Linked DNA regions of Zea mays: region 2 is linked to region 1. A link is a contact called in public Hi-C data. All regions are on one chromosome and are shown on one strand. Each heading gives the region's core, a stretch centred on a gene start, on an enhancer-like site or on the middle of the called end of the contact. The rest is flanking DNA. Distances are from core to core; before and after follow the strand shown.

Region 1 (3,349 bases), core at 626-3,125:
TCGGCATCGCTGACACACACAGAATACTATATATAATAAGAGAGCAGCCGATAATGTGTACTAACCTATTATTGGCGGTAGCATTAGAAGTACCGTTGCTAAACGCTTCGAAGCCATTCAGTTCACAACCCCTGTGCAGAAAGCCCATGTCTCTCATCTGGACATGGCCTGCAGCAAAATATATATGCATGTCAAATCACTGAAATTTACAACGGATACATATATAAATCTATATGAACATATGCGGCTATTCCCTAGCTAGCTAGGTATTTCCAGACACTGTGTAGTGGCTCAAAGACAAACACTGCCACTTCCATTTTTAAGAAGAAAAAAAAAGAATGACAGTAGTGCTTGCTTTATGGGACTGACTTGAAATACTAACCATGCACGCCCCATGCCAATAATTCAGCTAGCATTATGTGATATGACCCTCCTGAGGAATATCAACTCAGGAAAAGAAATGTTTTACCTGCAGCACATGATCTGTCTGCCGTCGTTCCCTTCACTGTTCGATACATCTGCATCAACAAGTAAAGCAAATAAGAAAAGGACGCCATGCAAAAGATTAGACTGATCCTTGTGTGCTGCCATTTAATTAATTGGTTTACTCTTGCAACGCGCTAAGGAAAGGAAACATTAGTTCGTTGTGGTTGATATATATATATATATATATAGTACTGGTTAAATGATGATTCGGATGGAAGAGACAAGTATTTGGCGACAACTACAAGCAATGCCAAGAAGGGAAAGGTGAATGGGGGCTGCTCAAGAGATCGTCAAACTGTGATATCTTTTTGTTTGGTTCTTGAGTCTCGCGACATGGGAAATACTATTGAGTACCAAAATCTACTGGAGATCGAGAAAGAGAGAGAGAGAAGAGAGAGAGAGAGAGAGAGAGAGAGAGAGAGAGAGAGAGAGAGAGAGATTGTATATTGAGGTTCTTGTAACTTGCCTGCAAGTGGCTCTTAACATGAGCCAATGTGAGATCCTTAACGTTCATCAGCTCCAGCACTGACTTTGGCGTTGCTCCTAGAAAGAAAGGTACAATAATTCTGAATTTGTAACAAAAATGAAACTGAAACCTCGAGACTGGCAGTTCAGTGAAGTGTGTGCAAACGCTACAATTTAATTAAGTGGAAAGCAAGAAAAACAAACAAAAGCAATGCAAGGTAACAATATTTCCCCACTATGAGCTATGCACAAGAGAGACCGGATCATCATGTCGTTATATATATTAACGGCAAAAGCGTAGGACCAACGAACTGAAGCACACAATTAATCGATTGACTAACAATTGAACAGAACATTGGTGAGAATGTATATATGGAAGGCAAGCAACAAGCAAGGACGTCGCGTCGACGAGCGTACTCTCATGGCCGCCAAGGAGCTCTACGGCATGGACGAAGTGTGCATGAAGAGCCGTGGTCCACCTCATCCTCGGCGCTCTGGAGCTCCTCTTCCCGCCCCCGCTGTTGCCGTTCCCAGATCTCGTCGTGCCTCCTCCGGCAGATAACAACGCCGCCGACGATGACGAGGTTTTCTTGAACCTCTGGATCTGGCTAGGCTGCTGGTGCAGTCGCTGCCGCTGCTGCTGCTGGACGTCGTCGCATTGGCCATCCTGATCATGCGCCGCCGCCGTCGTCGTCTGAACGAGTCCGAGGCACAACGTCTGCTTGGAGAAGAGCACGTCACTGCTCCTAGCATCATCGGGCGGCGAGGGAGGGCTGATATGCAGCGAGAGGTCGGGGGCTGCGGCAGTAGTAGTAGCCATTGCAACAACAAGCTTCTGCTGCTGGCCTGCTGCACTTGTGAATTGGCAGCAGATGGAGCCCTTGCCGCCTGTTCTTGCTCGAGGGGGAGGGAATGGATCTTGGTGATTAGGTCATGAGTGGCGTATGGCATATGGTTCTTATTGTATATAGGGCGGGGTGTTGCGGCGTCTGTTGTGCGTGTGGGTGATGAGGAGCAAAGTTTAATTTGGTAATACTATACTTGCTGGTACAATTATGGAGGGGGATAGCCGGCCCCCATCAGCTAGGTGTGGAGAGTATTATGCTAACGAGAGAGAGGGAGAGAGAGATGAAATGCGTGGAGAGCTAGGTGAGGTGGAGCAGGCACCAATATAATATATGTTTATTTATTTTATTCTTCTTCTTGTGTACGTACGTGCCGTTTTGAGGGTACAGCGTAAATAGCACAGAGACATGGTCCAAACCGATGGATGGGATGCATGGACTGAGAAACTGATTTGACATGGTATGTGCACCTCTCTCTCTCTCTCTCTCTCTCTCTCTCTCTCTCTCTCTCTCTGAGCTAGTGAATGTGTCGTTTATATTGTATGTACTACTGGCTCCAGCATATTCTTTCCTCACTATGCATTTAGTCAAGTGGCAGGAGGACACGTACGGTATTTCTTTGGACATGCGTATCGATCGTGTTACAAAAGGTAAAACTGTACTAGGAATATATCAAAAGTGAGAACTGAATGTGCTCTGTATTATAACTAGGAGAGCAAGCTAGCTAGGAGTGTAATGTGCCAGCTGTGTGGGCGCACGCACTGGTTTACCCAAAATATTCATATTAATTGCATATATAAAACCACAGGAAGAGAGAGAAGTTTGGGTATGGAAATAATTATAGCATGTTTGGTTTTAGAAATGAGTTAGTCCGTTATTTTCTCACGCCCTTCACTTTCTTGTTTGGTTTGTACAATAGAATGAGTTGATCCATGGTCATTTCATTTCTCACATGCCAATAATTAGCAATAATATGAGCAATAAGTTTAATTCCACCAAAATTTTGAAATAGACTTATGATGCATCACCTCATCTAAAATTGATTGTTTCTTTAAACTAAATACTCGTTGAAGAGATGCTCGGTTTGATATGGATTGAGAAGTATTGAGGGGATTAAATGTCCTCTTATTCAAATTTTAATAGGAGGAGATTTAGTCCCATCTAATACCCCAAAATCTACTTCTTACCGAATAAACTAAAATCGTAGAAACTTCAGCTAGTCAAGAAAATATTGGTGGGTGTGCTGAACCGATTTAGGTTATGTCTGGTTCTAGCTATCTAGCTATAGCCAAGACAAATTTTGACATGCTACCGTTTAATTAATTAGTTTCAGACCAAGATTTGGCTACCCTACAGTAAACATGGAAATTGGGTATTCAAGTATTCAACGGGCGGGATAATCGCCAGCACCAATTTGGCCGGCTGCATGGCCATGCACCAAGATGAGGTGTTAAGCTGCTTTGTTGCACGTGCATCGAGATTGTGAATTAGAAAATTTTAACTGAAAATATCTAGTAAACAAATATCAAATCTATAAAAAAATTCGCCACGTT
Region 2 (3,349 bases), core at 526-3,025, 78 kb after region 1:
GCAACGCTAGGACAAAGGACACCATGAGTGGGACAGTGGGAGGAGGAGCACCACCGGGAGCCGAGTAGACGGATGAGGTTTAGGATGGGGCTTCCAGAGGCTCTACTATGGCATGCTGACGTCGCCCTATGAAGAGCCACATAGTGAATCTGCTTCTCGCGAAAGATTGAGAGGCCGATAGGACATTAATTTGGCCTCTTGGAGATCGTTGAGTCCAATATTTTGACTTGTCTGATATTTTAACATAAAATATGTGTTTGTGTGCAACCTTTTGATTTTTTTTGTGTTATGCAGGCATTGCGAGGACCTTCTTTTACTAACGAGGGACACCATATGCAGGTTAAGCTTGCCTTGGGTGCCCTTTGTCGAGGTGTCCGACGATCCTGGCATGGATGAGGTCCTCGTCGGTAATTGGGATGAATATAGGTTGAAGGCCAGGGACTGGTTCATCATTTCTTCGGGTAAATATTCTCGTTCTATTTGTTGTTTTTCTAAATGTTCTTATTCTATGACGACTTCTGAGTACATGATATTTATCCTGTAGCTTATATTTTTAGTTGACTGAAGGCATAGATTATATGGGCACACTAAGCGTGTGTTCCAAAGAAATGCATAGAAGCTAGTGTAGTAGCACTGTACTATACAAGGATTCAGGCAACAAACCTTTATTTTCAAGTGCATCTAGACGAAGAAGGTCCCTTGACCAAAAAGCAAGGGTTTTCAAAGATATACCTAACAGAGGAACAATACCTTGAGGTTAGCATTGAATTTGTTTTATTCGCTTTTGTTTAATGTTATGATTGGTATGATATCTAAGCTTATATGTGCAGGTGATGGTTCCATGCATGCATGGCGCGTGTGCCACATGTTAAGCAACCATATACCATGCTCTTTTTATGTATATATCTATGCTGCATTACAATGCTATACACATATCATATTATGCCTTAATTTGTATTATGATGCTCAGTAGATGGACAGGTCCGACGATGCAATGGTAAAAACTGTTTCAGTGCATTCAGTGGCCTCCGCCACTGGATCTACCACTTTTTTATTATAATATAATGCTCCATAGTAGATCCGGACGCTTTTAGGAGATCGAACCATCGTTATTTAATTTGTATAAAAAAATATTTAGCATATAAATCACAACGTTACAGAGTTTTAGTCAAACAGATTTAGGCACTGTTTCAATCTCAAGAAATAAATTTTAGCAGCTTTTTTTAGTTACTTTTAGTCATTTGGTGATCTAAACGAAAGAGCTAATGGTGATATGATAAAATGTAGCACCTATTATTTCATAAGCTGCTCAATAAATGCTAAAAAGAACTAAACGTGGGCCAGGGAACCCCAGACGGGGCCTTAATTCGAGATCGAGTATAATCTGAAATATGGTACAAAAGGCAAGTTACGGAAGAGCGACAAAGCACTGGGAGCAGCAATAAAACCAACATTATGCCCCTATATACTAGTGGTACGCATCATGATGTCTTGTTTGAACGCTTTTTTTCTGTTCTCTGGCACACGCATGGATGGTCCACCACAGCTAGCAGCAAGCAGACGCATGCAGGACCAGCAGCACAAAAATAGCTGCATCGGTCTTCCAGACAGGTTGTCTAGTTCCTCCGTCCCGTCCTCGCTTATTATTAGTAGCTTTTTTTCTCTTCCCCCGCCTGCTGGCATGCCAAAACGCGGTGTGTGTTCTACTGCCACTACTGGCAGTGGCTCCTCCCTCTGCTCGTGCAGAGACACGGTAGGACCCGCATGCATGCATGCATGCATATGCTAGCGACCAAAGGAATTGAAGAAGGCGCGGGAACATGCATGATTATTCTCGTTACAGGGATCAAGGAACAAAATGCACCTTTCCCCCTGGCCCGGCCCAAACTAACATGCATGCATCCAGGGACCAGCATGCACACGTACGTACGTGTATCCATGCTCTTCGTACAGTAAAAAAAACACAGCAGCGTTGCATTGCATGTTGTGTGTAGTAGTATGCATTGCTTGATTGACTGCTGCGTGGACAAATAGATGAGACAACGATGTATTTATTGGTCCCAATAAGCTCCAATGCGTTCGTATCTGTTGCAGGCCTGCTAGTTGATTGACTATATATGCATATATGCACATCATCATAATATCCTCCGTGCATGCACATGTCTAGTATAAAAAAATGTTATTTTTAGAGAAAGTTAAATGTCCGAGCGACGTCTACATTATTGGTCCCAGTAGGTCTATAAACTTCGTAGATGTGTTTTTTGGTCCCCAAATTTGTTTTATGTTGCACTACACATTCCTGTACTTGTAAAACAGTGCATCACATGCACGGTTATTTCTAGGCCGAACCGATCAATGTGGTGCGTAGCCTAACAAGTTTAAGAGCCTAGAAATGTGTTTTCAAAGTTCACGAGTGAAATCGACACATTTTAACAGCTTTAGAAGTTGCTCATGTATTTAACTCCTTTTTAAGATTTCTTATGCCAAGAGTAGTATAGTGTCACATATATACGTGTGTGCATCTTACGCACACCATACCAATAGATTATTAAATTGTCATATATAACCTTAGTTAGAGTCAGAGAAGTTTGACTCTGAGTAAATGCAAAACCGTGAACTTATATATAATTTAGAACGGGAGGATTTTTTTCACTGACGTTTGATAACCGAAACCGCCAGTGAAAATTTGAACGTACCGTCAGCTTTGAGGATTTTTCTACTAGTGGGAAGAGCCTCAAGTCCACTATGATGCACTCCATCGCGCTCTACCCGATGGTCAATATATGTCGTGCGTCGCCCGTGCCACCTCCAACCCGTACGACGTTGCCAACTGCGAGCTCGGCACCCTCGATCGTATGAGTGGATTGTGGCTGAAAGCATGATTGATGAGGGGTTGATCCAATTATATAAGCTAGACCGTTGAATTTGAGTAAGAGAAAGAAGAGATTTAGACTGATTTCGTCCCTTGGTTTCAAAAGTGAGATTGTTTTGGGTGCATTTGTTTAGGTGGCTGTTGCAAAGTTTAAAGTGGTGCTTGCTTAACCGTAATATGATATAAGTACATGGTGAAATTTAAATTAAAGGTTTTTTGGCCTGGAGCCACTTATAAATCCATATATTATAGTATATCATGGTAAAAAAAACAAGTCATTTTACTTTAAATTAAATCCACTCTAACAAATATAAATTATAAGATGACATGCATGCATATCGTCATTCAGAGATGAGCTCGTGGAAGTCCAAGGCATGCGGCACACAGGAACTGCTTCCCGGACCCGCCACACCCAATCGATCGATCGTGCATGGACATGCATGCATGGATCCAGGAAACACAAAGCACGCACGCGCG

Evidence for each region. A called contact is a pair of places that touch in the nucleus more often than the background predicts.
Region 2: a contact with region 1 is called in a Hi-C map of ear, with 2.7 times the contacts expected there. The contact joins the enhancer-like site here to the promoter of LOC100216818 in region 1. A contact is called at or near these places in 16 of 25 Hi-C or Micro-C datasets (ear, endosperm, leaf and 4 more).

The regions. Positions count from the first base shown.
Region 1 is chr1:260,703,234-260,706,582 of Zm-B73-REFERENCE-NAM-5.0, forward strand. It overlaps LOC100216818, which reads right to left and starts at 1,876. Exons shown (of 6, transcript NM_001143214.1): 1 at 1,369-1,876; 2 at 953-1,029; 3 at 470-518; 4 at 66-168. The coding sequence starts at 1,771.
Region 2 is chr1:260,781,301-260,784,649 of Zm-B73-REFERENCE-NAM-5.0, forward strand. No RefSeq gene overlaps it. Among protein-coding and RNA genes, the nearest start is that of LOC100276663, 56 kb to the right of the region's middle. Within about 2 kb of position 1,776, at least 13 of the 20 cell types and tissues checked have an H3K27ac peak or open chromatin away from gene starts, as enhancers often do. A contact at or near this core is called in ear, seedling and tassel, where this site is marked.